Regions from separate parts of the Pan troglodytes genome. Here region 2 is linked to region 1. Evidence: chromatin contacts called from public HiChIP or PLAC-seq data. All regions are on one chromosome and are shown on one strand. Each heading gives the region's core, a stretch centred on a gene start, on an enhancer-like site or on the middle of the called end of the contact. The rest is flanking DNA. Distances are from core to core; before and after follow the strand shown. Region 1 holds the start of PARP11 (poly(ADP-ribose) polymerase family member 11). Region 2 holds the start of CCND2 (cyclin D2).

Evidence for each region. HiChIP or PLAC-seq counts read pairs in DNA pulled down with a chosen protein or histone mark.
Region 2: a contact with region 1 is called in an H3K4me3 HiChIP or PLAC-seq map of stem cell-derived excitatory neurons, with 8 times the contacts expected there. The contact joins the promoter of CCND2 here to the promoter of PARP11 in region 1. A contact is called at or near these places in 4 of 7 Hi-C or Micro-C datasets (blood, induced pluripotent stem cells and stem cell-derived neural progenitor cells), 1 of 1 datasets of contacts at active chromatin or transcription factors (stem cell-derived excitatory neurons) and 1 of 1 other capture datasets (stem cell-derived neural stem cells).

Annotation. Positions count from the first base shown.
Region 1 is chr10:11,046,443-11,049,142 of NHGRI_mPanTro3-v2.0_pri, reverse strand. It overlaps PARP11 (poly(ADP-ribose) polymerase family member 11), which reads left to right and starts at 1,423. Exons shown (of 9, transcript XM_016922812.4): 1 at 1,423-1,734. All of the region lies in intron 1 of LOC134807542 (a long non-coding RNA gene), which reads right to left.
Region 2 is chr10:11,439,025-11,441,767 of NHGRI_mPanTro3-v2.0_pri, reverse strand. It overlaps CCND2 (cyclin D2), which reads right to left and starts at 1,409. Exons shown (of 5, transcript XM_001156857.7): 1 at 1-1,409.

The DNA.
Region 1 (2,700 bases), core at 174-2,673:
GCAGATAATTAATAGAGGAGAATGTTCAGAAACAGATATATATGTGTATGTATACCTATGTATATGTATATGCAAATTTAGGTTGTAATTAACAGTGGCACTTCAAAGTAGTGAGGAAAGAATATTCACTAAATGACATGGGGGCAACTGGTCAACCATTTGGCAAAAACAATCTCTTATTAAACTATTTTATTTCCAAGAATTAATTCCAAGAAGTAAATGGACAAATGTGAAGAAATGCCTGTTGAAGGATTTTTTTGGGATAGTGAAAAATAGAAAACCACTCAAATGTCTATTCAGTAGATTATTTCAAATGTGTGTGTCTATTTGTGTGTACGTAGTATACACATAAGTTATGGAATGCCATGAGTCTACTTTAAAATATGGCCGGGTGCAAGATGGCTCACACCTGTAATCCCAGCACTTTGGGAGGCCAAGGCAGGTGGATCACCTGGGGTCAGGAGTTCGAGACTGGCGTGGCCAACACGGCGAAAACCTGTCTCTACTAAAAATACAAAAATTAGCTGGACGTGGTGGCGCACATCTGTAATCCCAGCTACTCAGGAGCCTGAGGCACGGGAATCGCTTGAACTCGGGAGGCGGAGGTTGCAGTGAGCCAAAATGGCGCCACTGCACTCCAGCCTGGGCGACAGAGTGAGGTTCTGCCTAAATAAATAAATAAAATGATGAAACAGATTTAAACTTAATGGAATGGAAGGATAGCCACATAATCTTTAAAGTGAAAAAAAAAATCAGGTTCTAAATCTATAGGTATTCTTTGATTACATTTTTTTCAATGTGTAGAGGCATAGAAAAGTCCAGAAGGATCTATAATGAGCTGTTTAATTTTCATTTCCTATGGGGTAGATCCTTTGTTGCATGGAAGATTATTTCACTCTGTCAGCTCTCTTTACATCAGTAGGAATACATCCTCATGGTTTTAAACATCTTGAGGGAGCTTTCCTGACACTCTACTCTAGGTAAATATGCTCGCATAGCACTCTCTATTCACCATATTACCTATAAATCATATTGCACTTTTTAACTTTTCTAAACTACTTTTTGCTTTCTTTTCTAGATTATAAAATCTTGAGGGCAGGGATAGTATGTAAAGGTTCCCTTGTGAGCAAATAACCGTCACTTATTGAACTCTGTGTGCCAAATACTGTGCTAAATGCTTTCAATAATCTCACTCTTAGGGAGATATTACTACCATCTCCATTTTGAGGATGAAGATATTGAAAGATTATGAAGTTTCTCCCAAATGCCATTGCCAGGCCTGTGTGACTCTTGGCCGTTACACGGTGATCAATAAAAATTTGTTTCATAGGAAAGAAATACAGCCAGCCGTGGCTTTAAGATCACTGGGTGATACAGTTGGACCAGAAACCCTTTAAACTCCTTCGTCAGACACAGACTCGCAAGCCCCGCCCAGGACGACCGCCCGCGCGCGTACGGATAAGCGTGCAGGGGCGGGGCGAGCTTGTGGGAGTGGGGCGGAGACAGATCTGACTGGCCAACGTCGGGCGGAAGTCGGGAGGTTGGGTGGTCTGTAAACGCTGGCTTGTGACAGGGAGGGGGAGAAGGAAGGCCTTCGTAAAGGTTGCATCTCCGTCCCTTCGCTCCCGGGGACCCGCGGGAAAAAAAAAATCCAACACCCAGGCCCCGCGGCTAGCCCCTTCCCACAGGCTCTCTCCGCTCGATTTTGTCACCGTTATGTGGGAAGCGAATCCAGTGAGTAGCCGGGCGGGACGGGGCGGGCCCAGGGGGCGGGGTTGATGAGAGAGGGGCGGGAGGGGGTCACCGGAACTGCTTCCCCGCGCTCGCTTCAGTCTGGGTGTTGAGTTCCGGGACCGGAGTTCCTGGGCCTTTTGGCTTCTGCAGTCTGTACCTTTTTAAGCAGTGGAAGTGCCTGGGTGGATTCTCCAATGCTTTGTTGTTTTCTTGTTACAATTATTTATTTTACTTCCCGTGATGTTTCAGCCTCATCCCTTCACCATTTGTTGTTGTTGTTGTTGTTTTTGAGACGGAGTCTCGCACTGTTGTCCAGGCTGGAGTGCAGTGGCGTGATCTCGGCCCACCGCAACCTCCGTCTCCCGGGTTAAAGCGATTGTCGTGCCTCAGCCTCCCGACTGCCTTCACTGTTTTTTGAAACTTTGTGTTTTGCTTTCTAATTGGAGTAACTGGCCTTGGAACCTGTAGTCAGTCATTTGCCTCAGGTTTACCTGCCAGTCCCACCAGTCTAAAGCAAGGGAATTGGGACCCCCTTGTCTTGAATGGGCCTAAGAGGAGCCATCAGTTCTCCTTTTCCCTTCTTGGTGGACAGTCGTTTAAAACTTGGAGTATGGACTGTATGTTCTTAGATGTTTTCGTTCGGTGGACAAAGTGATCTGGAGCATTTCAACTGCAAGTCTGCCTTCTTCCTTGGCTGACTCTGGTATTTTCATTATGACTTCATGTGTCTTTGTCTACTTTGCTTTTATACATTTATTTATTTAAAGTGCAACGCAGGGGCAGAAAAGTTTAGTACCTTTCCTCACCACCCATTGTAAGGATCACAGCCACCACTCCTTAAAACAGAAGATAGGTTAACAAGGTAAAAGCAGAGCAAATCTAATCAAAGTTTTACACCACCAGGCACTTCAGAGACCAGGGAGATCTCTGTTTTTAGGCGTAGGACCCATGAAGAATAGACAACTG
Region 2 (2,743 bases), core at 160-2,659, 390 kb before region 1:
TTTTTTGGAAGGGGAGGGGAAAGCGTTCCCCTGACCTCCTTCCTTTGGCTAAATAGGGGGTTTTCGGGGGAGAGGTGAGGGCAGAGAGAGAAGGTGGAGCAGAAGAGAGGCGAGGATTGGGTGGTGGGCGAGCAGAGCCTCGGGGCTGCCTCACTCGCACCGGTCCTCCCCTTAAAACTGGTCTCGCTCTCCCCTGCTCGCTCTTCTCCGCTCTGAGGCGGTGACGCAAGCTGGCTGGGCAGTTAGCTCTCCTCCCTCTCCCCGCGCTCCCCGCTCTGGTTCCTCCTCCCCTTTCCTCCCCTCCCGGTCCTCCCCTCCTCCTTTCAATCTCTCCCTCCCTCCCTCCTTTTCCCCTCTCGTTATTAAGGAGAACAGCAGCTGGCCCGACCCAACTTCAAACGCGGTCCCCCGCCACCCCCCACCCCTCTCCCTCCATCCAGCCCTGCATGCCAGGGGCCCCGGACAGGGCAACCCACAAAAAACTACCGATTCCTATTTCTGCCCTCTAATTTCACTCATTCTGTAGGTGTAGCACGCCAAAATACGACCCTCCAACTTTGGCTTCTTCAAAACGGATCCTAATCCTCCTGCCCTTGTATTTAAGATCCAGGAATGTAGGGTAGATTATTTGAAGATGGGGTGACCTCGGACAATTTAGAAATAGGTCCCTTAAGTGAAAAATAAGGGAGGGGGTGATTTTAGAAAATAGCAACCTCGCATACCCAGAGATAAAGGTCATGTCCCTGAAGTCTGTGTTCCTGATAACTTCGAAGCTGTTTCAAAAGCCCCGATTAAAGGGACCAGAACAACGTCCCTTCTGCCCCCCCTGCAGAGTGTGTGCAGAGGAAGAAGAGGGAGGGAGAGGTGGGTATTAGGAAGGAAGGGGGGTGCTTCTCTGGAGGGATAGAATGTGATCCTCGAGCAGAAACCATCGTGTTTCTGGGGGCTCTTCGGGCGCCGTGGGGCGACGCGGTGCAGCGTCTAGGGCCGCCGCAGGCCGAGGGCAGGGCTCCCAGCGGTTCCCCCGCGGCCAGCGGCCACGCAGGAAAAACCCGCTTCCTCGCCCCTGCATCTGCTGACAAGCCGCCCGAGGTGTCTGCGCTGAGCGTGGCCACACCGATGCAGCTTTCTAGGAAATGGCCCGGGAGGGGGAGGGGGCGAGTGAGGGATTAGGTCCGGCTCCCCCTCGCTCCCCCTGCGCAAACACCACCACCCCTTCCTTTCCCCGGAGGCATGAGGCCTCCACGCTCGGTCCTTCGCCCGCATCCTCGCCGACCCCTCCGGTTTCGCGCCTCACTCGCCAGGCTTTCTCCCTGGGAGCCGACTGCGGTGAAGTCGCCGCCAGCACGGTCGGCCCTGACACGTGCTCTAACGCATCCTTGAGTCAAGGCTGTCTTTACAGGAGATATGATCTGGTGGCGTTTCTTCACCTCCTTCCTCCTGTCACCCCCCACCCCCACCGTGCCCTTTGGTGTATTTCACTCCAGGAGGAAGGGGAGAGACCAGCGCCCTGATGTGCTGGCCAAGCTGGCACGTGCAGCGGGCATGGCGTGGCTCGAGCTCTCTGGGCACACCGAGGCCGACTGAGTACCTCCCTCACCGAGAGAGGGGGCCCGGGCAGGGGCGCGGAGAGCCAGCAAGGCGGGGTGGGGCGCGGGCTGGGTGAGCCGTACACTAGGTTCCCTGCAAGGCGGAGGAGGGGAGCGAATAAACTAGAGGTGCAAGCGATTAACTCAGGCCCCGGAGCCAGCCTCTTTAAACGAGGGTGGGGCGGAAGGGGTGGTGGGGGGGAAAGGAGGGGATATCGCTTTAAAAGGGTGAGTAAGAGTTTGGGGCGCCGTCTCCCCTCCCTCTATTTGCATAGCCAATAGCTCTGGGGCTCCTGCTACTGCGCGCTGATTGTTACCGGGCAGATTACTTTTTTTTTTTTTTTTTTTTTTTTTTTTTTTTTAGTAGGACGCGTTCCCCACTACATCAAAAGGAAGCCAAGGGAGGGCGGAGGGAGAGCGGGCGCTGGGGCGGGCGAAACCTGGGGAGAGGCCCGGCCGCCTCCGACCTTATCAATAGCAGCGGGAATGAGTATCCCATCTCCTATATGTAAAGAAAGGGGAGGGAAGGGGCGGGCGAGGAAAATGTCTAATTGCTGTGGAAGCCATTAGCTTTCAGGAAGAAAAAAAGCTCGCTGAAAAACCCAAGTTGCAAACTCAAAATGAAACAGTCCAGCGCCGCGGATGACACCCGGGCCGAATACCGTGTACACCCGCACACAGTCGGCCCCGAACAATCACCTATTGGTTTTAGTCACGTTGGGCTTCCCGACTTAAGCTTTTGAGTCACCCCGGATAAGTACATTCACTTACATTTTAAGACCCCCATAAGGGAATTACTCCAATTTCACCTAAGCCACATTTGAGCGGATCAAAGAAAGTTGCAGCGGGGAGAGGCGAGAGAAGGAGGGAGCGCGGGAGGTATTTTTAAAGTATAAATCTAACCCGACAGGCAAGGACAGAGGCCGCCGGGACTCCCAGCCTCTGGACATCACTTGATACAGCTCTGCGAGCAAGGTCTCTTCCACCCCGACTCCGCACACCCCCCCTTCTCCGGGGAAAGGCATCCAGAGCTCTGGGTCTCCCGAAGTGGGGGCAGCGGGGGCGAGGAAGAAGCGGGTGGTCGTCCCGGGGCCCAGCCCACCCCGAGGAGAATGCCTGGGTGGCGAGTCCTCGCGTCTCGGGAGTGAGCCGAG